Regions from separate parts of the Oryctolagus cuniculus genome. Here region 2 is linked to region 1. The links are chromatin contacts, called in public Hi-C maps. All regions are on one chromosome and are shown on one strand. Each heading gives the region's core, a stretch centred on a gene start, on an enhancer-like site or on the middle of the called end of the contact. The rest is flanking DNA. Distances are from core to core; before and after follow the strand shown.

Region 1 (6,212 bases), core at 2,214-4,713:
ACTGAATGAACATCTGTAATAAAATCTGTAAAGTCTGCTTACACTAGAGATTGTCAGAGGCATGTTGAAATCCTTGCCACCTTGCAGTCGGAAACCCCAAGGAGCTGGGCCAACCAAGGACACGCTGTAGTTGCTCATGGTTCTAATGGCTGAAGGGCCAATGCCAGAAAATGTAAGAAACTGTAAAAGAAAATTAAATGGTTACCAAAAATGTTTATTTGAAACCTTACTACACATTTAAATGTATTTAATATAAAGCCAACTTAATTATTTTAATAAGTCTATTAAGTTCCTCACCAATTTCAGCCTAAGAAAAGGAATGTATAAGCTAATAAACAGTTTTTATACTCAAGTCAATTTCCATAGTCTAAAAATTCTGTATCAGAATATATTTCTAGACACTTACTTGACCAGTTTTACAATTTGCTACAATCCAATATTCTAGCTTCCTGCACACAAACTTTAATTCAAAGCACTTTACAACACCTCATTAATGTATATAAGAAAAGCAGGATTTTATTTCAGGTTTAACTCAAAGTGATTTTCCCTTTCCTTCTACCTCATACATTCTTTTGCCTGCAGTTGGCAAGAGTCCTTCAATTTCACTTACTTAAATTCTAAGCTATTCTAACACATGGACAGGGCTGCAAATCAGCAGGCTCCCATTCATGCTTTCCAAACACTAAATCGTTTAAAACAGAAGATGCTTTCCTGTGCACAAAACTCTTTTCTCCAATCATGAACTACAACTCGTATTTCCACTTCCAGGGACATGGTATCTTCTATACTTAAAGTAATATTCACTTCTCCCTCAAATAGGCAATGACAAATGCTTGAGTATGGTGACATTTAGGCAGAAGCGGCTTTTCGTTTCATACACATTTCTCACAGGGAGGGGTGAGCACTCACTGAATACAACTATGACTGAATGCCATAGGACCACAGGGTTAACATTTACACATGAAACTGAACTGAGATTTAAAAAAGAATCAGCACCTCAGTGCTTTCTTTTTTTCCTTTTTTTTTTTTTTTTTGCTTGTGCTCCTAATGACTCTCAAGGTTGTACTTTAAAAAAAAAAAAACGAAGTCTGATTGGGTGTTTTGGTTTTTATAGGGATGGGAGAAATTGGGAGGAATGGAGTTTTTTTTTTTTTTAATGTAATACTAAGAAACATAACAGGTCTCTCCTTTTAAAAGTATTAAAAATATTAACAGGTGTATAATTTTAAAATTATTAAAAGACACTTTAGGAAGCAGCCATTTAAGACACACTTCCTTGGAAAATCTGAGCTGTTCAACCAAATTCACTTTATATTACCTGTCTTGACATATTTTTCCACTTTTTAACACACTGAAAATTACTATCCCTTCACACCAGATTCAGAGTGACAGATGCAGCTATTCAAACTTAAAGCAAACAGATTCCTTCTTCTCAGAAAGGGAAAATTAGACCCAACTTTCAAATAAGCCTGGATCTTAAAGAAAAATTAAATCAGGGAAAAATCTGCACTGTATCTACTTAGGCACTAAATGAGCTTTTCCATGGCGTGGAAGTACATTAAACTAGCAGGCAATAACACATTACTTCAGTACTGAAGTAGCAGACACAGGCACTAAAAAGACCCAAAGCCACGCCAGAAGTTAAACTGTTGCATGTAGGTGAAAAATTAATAGCGGGGAGGTGGTGTTTTCCTGCAATACAAAAGACGATCTTCATTAAAACTAGTAGCGTAGTCGAGAAAATCTTGCTATTGGCACACGTGACAAATCAGAATCATGTAAAGCCAACTGACTTTCGCAGGCTGCCTGCCCTCCTTTTTTTAATCTTTAACTTCTAGCAGGGGAAGTATGTGAACTTTAGGCTCAACTTCCTCTAGCCCATTCTTCCCTACAAGAAAATCTATTTAATTTATATATCAAGCCATCGACATGCAACTTCTCTTAACTTGGGGACTCCCTTCCTGACCTCTCCCACTTGTTGTCAGAATTTATAGGACCTGCAAGGTCACAGTCACAGGACGAGGCCAGAGTCTTTGCACTTGTAGCCAGCGACATCTCCAAGCTGGACTCTCCTGCTAGCGTCACCTGCAATTCATTTGCCTTCAAGACCTTCTGATCCCTAAGCCATGGCAATAGTTGTAGTGGTCTTTTCCGGGTCTCCTCCCTCTAGCTATTAGTGACCAAATCCTTCCTAAATAAGTGAGTCAGCAGGAAACAGCAACCTGCTTTGAAACACAGAAAACGTGGGGATTCCTTTCGGGTGAAGTCTACACACTAACTTCACTTTAGGACTAGGAAACTTGGTATTGCCACATTTGTACCCGAGCTTCTTAGGGTGGAGAACTTGCGATGATCTGCACCAAGTGACAAGTAGAGCCTGAAATTAGGAAGAAATATCTTGAGGTTCCCTCCCCCGGCCCCTGCCCTCCAATAGAGGGATAATGGAGCAGAGCTACAGAAGCCACAGGCGTAGGACGAAAAGTAGCCGACGAGACAGTTTCCAGCCGAGGTTCGCGCCTCGCCCTGTTGGCCAAATAAGGCTCCCGGGCGCGCTGCTTCCGTGGCAGGCGGGTTCAGACGTCCTCGCGGTCAGGGAGGCGGACCTGGGATAGGAGCCGGCGATCACACCCTAGACCTGCCCTGCCCAGCGCAGGCTACGGATTTTCTTTCCAAGTTCTGCCCAGTCCATACGCCCTTCCTTTTTCCACTTATTGTCAAACGCACCGCCTTGCAAAAGCCCCAACAATTAGGCAAGTTGTTTTTTTTTTTTTTTTTAACGAGCTTTATGTCTGGGCGCACAAGTTTTCCCTGAACAGGTTACACAACTGTAAATACTGGGGGTGGGGGGTGGGGATGAAGGATCCTCAGGACCCTGAGCGCACACACACACAAAAATAACTCACGTCTTCCCCCAAGGGGTTGGCGCAGGTCGTGGGGAGACCCGAGGCGGGCCGCCCAGCCACGCCGGCAGCCGGCAGGGGAAGGTCGGCGCGGCGGGGCTCAGGAGCCCCCCGGAGCCCGCCCGCACCACCCCCCAGCCTCCAGGGCGCTCCTCCCGGCCGACCCGAACTGCCAGGGCTAGCCCTACAGCCTCACGCCCACCCCCGCACTGCCTCTTCCCGGGAGCTCCTCTCGCCCTGGCCGCTCTCCCACCTCCGCCGCTCCGCGCCCAGAAAGCACCTGAGGAGCCGCCCCGGCCCGAGGTGCGCCCCTTCCTCCTCCTCAGCGAGCCGGCCCACGAGGAGACCAGCTTCTCCCCTCCTCTCTGCCACAGAGCCGAGACGCGCATCTGCAGCCGCCGGACACTCACCTCGGGTCCGGCGCGGCGCTGCCTCCGCCTCAGACGAGCGCTGACAAGTGACTGGCGGTGCGTGCGCCGTCCCCGCGGCCCGCGAGAACTTCCGCCTCCCGGCGCGGCAGCCCCGCCCCCGGCCCTGGGCACGCCCCTTCGCGCCAGGCCACGCCCCCAGCCGGGCAGCGCGGTGGGGCTCCGAGCCCTGACCCAGAAGGCGAAGGGGGTGCCCGGGGCGCGCGCGTGATGGGGCTGGCTGCAGCCGCTGCGGAAAACAATTGCGCTATCGAGTTTCGGTGGGAGTAGTGTGAGGGGATTTCAAAGGGGACCTGGCAAAGGGCTAACCTTCTGCGTGTCCGTTTTGCAGGAGGGTGCACTTCTCTGCCCAGAAAGTTGTATTGGCCAACAGTTGCTCTGGCTAAAAATAGAAGAGGACTTTGGCTACATCCCTATCTATGCAAGTTCAGCAGCTACCGCCTGGATTCTTCTGAGAGAAGTTGTAGGCTCCGAGAAGAGCAGACCCTGAAAGCTGCTTGTCGGGAAGGTGAAAATCGGTAGCCCTAATCTGCAGCACTGAAATCTAACATCGCGCGACAATGCTGCAACCACTTCATCTTGAACTTGTTTTTCTATATCCAGATCCATAACCTGCTTTCCTCCTTCTGAAAGTTTCCTCGATTTTGACGAGGAATTTATTCCTAGGCAAATGCGGATAATGAACTTGGAATACCCGGAAAGTAACTTGTAGATTCTTTTGCACTGCGAATTGCCTTGTAAATGTGAAAAGAACAATTCTTTCTTTCTTCCTTTCCCCTCCTTCCCTCCGTCCTCTCCCTCCCTCCCACCTTCCCTTCCTCCCCCCCTCCTTCTTTTTCCTAACAGAGAGATCTCCCATCCACTGGTTCACTTCCCAGATGCCCACAATAGCCAGGGCTGGGCCCAGAACTCCGACCTGAGCCATCGCACAGCATTTTCCAGGATAAGGGAACGGGAGAAAGGAAACTGGATCAGAAGCAGAGCCAGGACCAGAATCCAGGCGCTCAGATTGCTGCAGTCCCAAGTGGCCTCTTAAGGACTGGGCCAATTAAACTTCCCTTATAGGAACAGCTCTTAACCAAGCGACATGGAAGCAAGGCTGAACTTGGTGAGGTCTTTGAACCCTCTAGAAGTGACAACAAAAGGTTCAAAGCTGCTATGTCCAAATCAGTAGCCACACGTTCAGTGGCTGTTGGACAGTTGAAACATGGTTACTGCAACTGGAAAACGGAAAGGGTTTTCTTGCTTTATATCAGTTTAATTAATTGGACATTTTAACTAATTGGAATTTCCAAATTGAAGCAGAATTATCTCCATTAAACACAACTTTCTTTGGGGAGGACTATATTTCACTCTACTGTTGAAAATTCAGTGCCAGTGGAGGATGGCTCAAGTGCTTGGGCCCCTGAACTCGCATGGGAGACCAGGAAGAAGCACCTGGCTCCTGGCTTCGGATCTGCACAGCGCTGGCTGTGGCGGCCATTTGGGGAGTGAACCAGCGGAAGGAAGACCTTTCTCTCTCTCTCTCTCTCTCTCTCACTATCAAACTCTGTCAAAAAAATTTTTATTTATTTATTTGAAAGGCAGAGTTATAGAGAGAAAGAGAAAGAGAGGGTGAGAGAGAGAGAGAGAGAGAGAGATAAAAGCAGAGACAGAGAGATCTTCCATCCAGTGATTCTCTCCCCCAAATGGTCACAACTGCCAGGGTTGGCTGATCGAAAGCCAGGAGCCAGGAGCTTCTTCTGGGTCTCCTGCTTGAGTGCAGGGTGCCAAGTATTCGGGCCATCTTCTGTTGCATTTCCAGGCACATTAGCAGGGAGTTGGATCAGAAATGGAGCCGCTGGGACTCCAACCAGTGCCCACGTAGGATGCCAGCGCTGAGGATGGCAGCTTTGTATACTACACCACAGCACCGGCCCCTTATTTCTTTTGCTTTTTTTTTTTTACTTTTTTTTTTTTTTTTTTTTTTTTTTGACAGGCAGAGTGGACAGTGAGAGAGAGAGACAGAGAGAAAGGACTTCCTTTTGCCGTTGTTTCACCCTCCAATGGCTGCTGCGGCCGGCGCGCTGCAGCTGACGCACCGCGCTGATCCGATAGCAGGAGCCAGGTACTTATCCTGGTCTCCCATGGGGTGCAGGGCCCAAGCACTTGGGCCATCCTCCACTGCACTCCCTGGCCACAGCAGAGAGCTGGCCTGGAAGAGGGGCAACCAGGACAGAATCCGGCGCCCCGACTGGGACTAGAACCCGGTGTGCCGGCACTGCAAGGCGGAGGATTAGCCTAGTGAGCTGCAGCGCCGGCCCCCTTATTTTTTTACAACCATATAAGGTAGGTGTTTTTTCAGAGGAAGAAACAAACTTAGAGGTTAAGAAATTTAGCCAAGGTCACATAACTCATTAGTGATAAGGATCTAACTCCAAACACCATGTTCTTTTCATGACATCACATTGTCTCTTTGTAAATTCAGTAAGCTATCCAGGTGAAAGACTGGAAAAAGAAAATAGAATATTGTGAAAAATAACACTGTTGAGAGTCATAGAGGTGTCACTGCAACAAATTGTACAGCTAAAATAAATGGTGAATTATTCGTATATGAAGAATGATCGGCACCATTTCCAGTAGGATGCATGCCCTAACTTGCTTTATGTTGAATGGCCACTGACTCCTCTTCGCCGTGTGCCTCATGACAACTTTTATGAAATGGTTGGTCATGGTTTGAAGGACACTCGGTGGCTACAATCTAACAGGAAGATACTGGATCCATTGGGAAATCAAACCAGTGTCCTTGGCCTTGTTAACTCCAGCAGGTTTAGCAATGAGGCACTGGCCACAAAGGAAACTATATTAAAAGTCTCACATTGTCATACTGAGTTCACAAAAAGCT
Region 2 (6,212 bases), core at 2,772-5,271, 52 kb after region 1:
ACTATAGGGTTTGAAAGTGGAGAAAACCACTAGAAAAACAGAGAATATAGCAAACATACAATAATTCTGCAAGCTGAAATGTTGAGGTTTTTTCCATTTCTTCTTATTTTTTGCCTTTTTAAGTATTAACTAAATTTGAACTATTTCTAATGCTGGTCAATTTACTATTTTTACTGGCAACTGAAGTTCTTGGCTAAACTTCCTAGGGCTATTTATGGACATTTTCCCCTCGCCTGCCTATAAAAATACATCACTGGAATATTTTTAACAGCAAAGTCTGCATGAGACACTCTACTTTCCTGACCTCTCAGATACTTGTGGCTGCTTCTAAGTAGCCTTATTTGTAAACCCTTATGAATTTTTTTCCCAACTGGCATCATTTTTATTAAAAAAAATAGAGTGGTCTATTCATTAAGAATATACTGCAAATGGCTAAAACTCCGGTTTTCAAAATTTCACATGACTTTAAGTACTGTTGTTACTTACAGAAATGATTTAGATCTCAGTGATCCTGATGGAAGCATCCGCTGTCTCTTTGATAAAAACCAAAGCTCCCAACATGTTCTGTTTTTCCAGCTTCAATAAGGTCTATAAGTAAAAAAGCAGAGAACGAAAATGCATTACCCTTTCTTTAAAATGATATACAAAGGAATATTTTGAGAGGTTATAAAATATCATTCTTCACCTGCAAATAGGAATATATTCACATCACACAAATCAGAAATTGCAAGGAGCAAGGGTCCGTTGTAGCAGTGAACTTGCCCCCTTGGAACACATGCCACAATGAAGTGCCTGGTTCCACTTCCAATTTCCTGCTAATGTGCACCCGGGGAGGCAACAGGTGGTGGTTCAAGTATTTAGGTCTGTGCTTCCCATGGGAGATCCAGATTGAGTTCCTGGTTCCTGACTTTGGCCTGGTCCAACTCTGGCTGTTGGGGAAATTTGGAGAATGAGCCAGTGGATGGAAAATCTCTCTTTCTCTGCCTTTCAAACAAAATGATGTTTTATACAATGATGCTTTTTAATGGCAAGTCAATTTCCTTACATGTAGTGATTGAGTCTCATTGATCAATTGTTAGTTGCTGCCTGAGGAATCAGACGGAGAAGGATTTGGAGGTTTAGCTCAGGTTCAGTGAGAAGGAATGTTGTGATTTCAAATTTTGAAAGAATTTTTAAACATTAGTGGATTCGGAGAAGTTACAGCTATTCTTCACAGGAAGAAATATTCTAGTATGTTAAGTAGAGCAGTGATGCATATCTCAAAGAAGTACTCTTTTGGATAAAAAAAAATCATTTTAAAAATTAAAGGCTCCTGGGGCCAATGCTGTGGCTTAGTGGGTAAAGCCATCGCCTGCAGTGCTGGCATCCCATATGGGTGCCAGTTCGAGTCCTGGCTGCTCCACTTCCAATCCATCTCTCTGCTGTGGCCTGGGAAAGCAGTAGAGGATGGCCCAGGTCCTTGGGCCCCTGCACCCTCGTGGGAGTGTGGGAGACCCCATGGAACCTCCTGGCTCCTCGCTTCGGATCAGCCTAGCTCTGGCCATTGCGGCCATCTGGGGAGTAAACCAGTGTATGGAAGACCCCCCACCCCCGTGTCTCTGCCTCTCCTTCTCTCTGTATAACTGACTTTCAAATAAATAAATAAATTTTAAAAAAATTAAAGGCCTCTCAGCTATTTCGAAGAATGTTTTGTTGTTGTTGTTGTTGTTGTTTGTTTTTGCAAAAATCACTCATAGTGTTGTGGTAAATAATTAAGTAATCTAACTCCTAGGTGAGGTCAGTTGAGCTATGGGAATGAAATGGAACCTGATTTGGGAAGAAGATAAGAAATAGCAAACTGTGGACAGGAGGCACAGAAGGCTTCCTAACAGATACAATTCCATTTATTTACTTCATTTATTTGAGAGACGGACAACTCCCCATCCTCTGATTACTTCCTCAAATGCCCCCAATGCTGGGGCTGGGCTGGGCCAAAGCCAGGAGCCAGAAACTCAATCCAGATCTCGCATATGAGTGGCAAGAACCTAATTACTGGACCCATGATTGGTGCCTCCCTGAGTCTGCATTAGCATGAGTCAGGAGCTGGAGCCAGGAATCAGGCACAGGTACTCCACTGTGCGATGTGGGGGCTGAGTGCCTGCCCTTACAATTCTTGGAAGAGATTTTGGCCCTCCGGGTTGCCAATGTCTTATCTAGGTCACAGATGAAAACATCAGACAGAACCAGGCCTTGGTTTGACACCTGCTAAACATTATTTATGTCTTAAGACTGACATCAAACCATTGGTAGCTATTCTATTTATAAGTTTCCTGAGCAGTCTTTGGAGTTTTCAGGTATGAAGTATAGTAGTGCTCTCAGCTCCTAGCTGATACATTTCCTGAAAATACAATTCTCTGAATTAGTGGAGGAATCTTTCAAAGGCTCTGAAGACTCTCACCTATACTTGTGGGGAAGCGGACATTCTATGAGACAAACCTTGGGGAGATTTATATTTTATATAAATATAAACATAAATATATAAACAAACTATGTGATGTAAGTCATTTTGTATAAATCCTTTAATCTCACTGGACCTCAGAAAATGAAGGTTGACCCAGATCAGCATTGCCCAACCTATGACCTCCAGATTTCAGAGAATTCTATCCACTGCCAACTGCCCAAAGGTGCAACTACAACTCATGCATTATTCGCCTGAGTCCTGCTACCCCATGAGAAAGGCTGTGGACTTGTTCTTAGTAAGGGTGGGAATGGCTGGTACAGGTTACGGAAAACAGGCTGCTAGCTCTCTGTTAGCCTGTGACCCATAGAACTGTCTTCTGTATTTATCAAGAGTAAGAGTATTTGACAACAGTAAGAATAATTGCTTCTTTTTTTTTTTTAACCATACAATAGCCTTGAGGCCTATGAAAGTATAATATATTTCTCCCTTATTATATGATGGTTTCTTAATTGACACAGAAATTGAATGCTGCCTTTTGGGTAAGTTTGTTTCCTTCGGTGTAGATATGTGATCCTGATTATATTTGGTACCCCTCCTTGATAATAAATAATCTACCATGGATGTCCTATTTAATTAATTGCATCCTCTGGTTGATAAATTCCAATGAGAAACCAGTGCTGAACATACAGTAATTTACTTTAATAAAAGATGCAATTTGACTTTTCCCAGAATTGAGCAGTGGAGTTTCACCATCAGTTAACATGAGCTATGGAATCTTGGCTCTCTTCAGAGCTGCATGTGGCCAGATACTCTTGTATTAGCGCCAGTAGATACCTCATCTATGATGTCAAAACTCGCAGGAAATTTGAGCTAAGAATGTGTGTTACGCACTCAGGAGGACACCAAAGGAAGAGGTTTAGGTCATACAGACAGACTGTATTTGGAATTGACGTCTTTGAGAGATCAAACTGCCACTGATATTTTAAAAACTTTAACCATGATACATCTTTAGAGGAATATCATAGGCAGCTACATACAAACTTGTATCAGATGTGCTCATGGAGGAATGCCAGGGACTCTCGCCTTCTAATCATACCCTGAAACTGTTCATTTTCCATTTCTAAGAGTGGGTTACTTTTTTTTAAAATCTAACTAGAAAATAAGATGTTGCCATCTTGAAAGTGGTGGTTTGGGGGCCTAATACATAAACTCAGTGATTCCCTTCGTGTAGACCCCAGAACTTGTGCCGTAGGAAAGAAGTAGACTGTGGATATACATCAGAGCCCATGAATGAGCTGAGGCAGTGAGCCTGAACTGTGACTGTTGAGATACTATTTTGAATGTTCCCACTGCTACCTTTTCAATGCATCATGTTGTGGCTAATATTATATTAATTCATTAAAACTACATTACTGAAGCTATAATTTTTAAATAGCATTTTTGATGTTACACGTACTTTAACTCACCCACATTGCTTGCCAAGGTCCCTAACTTTGAAAACGTTGGGAACCACCATCTTAGTGCACTTCAGGTGAGTGACAGGCTGGTGGACAGCTATTTTGAGCAAAGGGGCTGTCTTGTCACAGCTGCCTGTGTACTGGATAAAGGGCAAAGCAAGCCTTGAGAAGGAGCAATCCTATTTAGAACTCAGCTGGCCACAGGCTACATTTTACTTGTCACTACAGTACATGGTGTGACCAACAAGTTCTTGCTCAGATCCCAGGTGTCACCTTATTTCTGAGCTATTGAACCAAAAATAACAATAAAAAAGGCAACAGATTCTAAATGTTCTACCAAGATTACAACTCTCAGGTATTTTACCTCTAAATTAGTGGAATTTCATAGTTAGTAAAACTACATAGCAGGTGTTTTCTGTAGGAAGAGAAAATGAGCAGTTACTGGCCAGAATAAATACTAAAACCACTATCTGTATAGGAAGTCAAACTGAAGAGTGACGGCGGTGGCAAGTGAGGGGACTGCTGCCCTCTAGTGGTGACCTCTCCCTCTCTCACTTCACGTGGAGAACGTGTAAGCAAACTTGGTCAACTGCATCTAAAATACCAAACCTGTGTAGTGAAACATCAGCCCTTTTCAAGTTTTTGGGAGGTTATGACATAAAAGGAAAGGCATTGGGAGGAGACAGGTACTGAGTCTAAATCTATAGTCTTAAAATGCCACTATATTTTACTTAAAGTATGTCTCAAATTTTCCTTTTCCTTTTTCTGATTTAATATGATGTCTCTATTTGCCCCAGTCTTTCTGTTCTTGATGTTGGTACTTTAACTTGGATGGTGGTAATAAATGTGTATCTGGTTCCTAATGCTTACCTCTGCCCTCATCTATCTTCAGTTGTGCTACTAAATGATTTTTCCTAATACCCTAATACCTTTACATCAAAAATGCTATTTAAAAATTACAGCTTCAGTAATGTAGTTTTAATGGATTAATATAATATTAGCCACAACATGATGCATTGAAAAGGTAGCAGTGGGTATTAGGGTTGATGTTGTGCAGTTAGAACTTGAAATTGTGCTTCAGCTTTCAATGCCTCCATTCAGAATTTACATTGATTTTACCTGCTTATTTCCTAGTATTTTCACATCATCCTCTCTAGTATTCCTGATCAGCCAGCTACTCAAGTGTGTTCCTTCACTGTTCAACACACATGAGCTGTTCTTAGTCTCTACCTTTTTTCCCCAAGGTTCTTCCCTCATTTATCCACTCCTAACCCTGTGTCCACAGAGTCCTCCCATGTGTCCAATTCCCACCCATTCTCTGAGAGCCATTATATGCCATTATTTCCGTGAGGACTTTCTTAAACTAGTATGGCCATAATAACTTGTCTCGTAATTCCTATGGCCTATTTTGGATATACCATATCTTTTGGTGCTTGATTTTTTTATAAGAGGAAGTTACATCATCATACTTATTCCATGACATTACTCTTCAGTCTCATTCTGGTCAAATTTTATACTGCTGGTTGCAGATTACTGTAATAATGTCCCCACTTTGTTCATGCCTCCTTGTATCCATGCTTGTGAACAGACTCTTCTATAATGAATTGGGACTTATAAATCTGATATAAAAAATGTGACATAATTTGGGCAAATAGACAATAAGCAAATGTGAAGCAAAAAGAGACTTGGAAAATGTTGTGCACTGAGGACTACCTTCCCTTGTTTCTTGTGGGAACCCTGTGACACTCATGTAAAAACGTTTGGGTTATCCTGACAGACACACTTGGCCCAGTACTCCCTGTTCCCCAATTCAGCCAGTACCAATTGCCAGACATGTGACTGTGGCTATCCTAGACTGAAGCTGCATGTTTGAGCCCAGGAAAGACCAGCAGAAGAACTGGAAAACTGACATTGCCAGCTGGCACTGTCAACTGCAAAATAATTCTTGTCTTAAGTGAGTAGTTTAAAGGGAACTTGTTTTGCAGCAAAAGCTAACTGATATAACACTTATTTGTTAGCCAATTATTACTTGAGTGTTAGATGTGCTGTAATGTGAGCTGAGAACAAGAACTGTGACATTTTTTCCAAAAAAATCTTCAGAATTTTAAACAGTGCTAGGCCTATAAGTAATACTGCATAGACATTTGAATTAAATTTTTCCTCTAATAATGTTAATATAGCTTGATTGGTACCAGGAAACGAGACTGATGAGCTTCAGACACAATGACATCAACTGTATTTTCTAATTTTAGGTACAATTTTTTCTTTTAAAACACATAGAAACAGAGAGAATAGCTATAGTTAAATGCTAAACA

What was found. A called contact is a pair of places that touch in the nucleus more often than the background predicts.
Region 2: a Hi-C map of psoas muscle shows a contact between it and region 1, with 7 times the contacts expected there. The contact joins the enhancer-like site here to the promoter of PDLIM5 in region 1. A contact is called at or near these places in 5 of 6 Hi-C or Micro-C datasets (ear pinna, embryonic fibroblasts, liver and 2 more).

The regions. Positions count from the first base shown.
Region 1 is chr8:71,013,514-71,019,725 of mOryCun1.1, forward strand. PDLIM5 (PDZ and LIM domain 5) reads right to left here and starts at 3,464. Exons shown (of 16, transcript XM_070047851.1): 1 at 3,311-3,464; 2 at 43-180. The coding sequence starts at 138.
Region 2 is chr8:71,065,235-71,071,446 of mOryCun1.1, forward strand. No RefSeq gene overlaps it. Among named protein-coding and RNA genes, the nearest start is that of PDLIM5, 51 kb to the left of the region's middle. Within about 2 kb of position 4,022, at least 3 of the 8 cell types and tissues checked have an H3K27ac peak or open chromatin away from gene starts, as enhancers often do.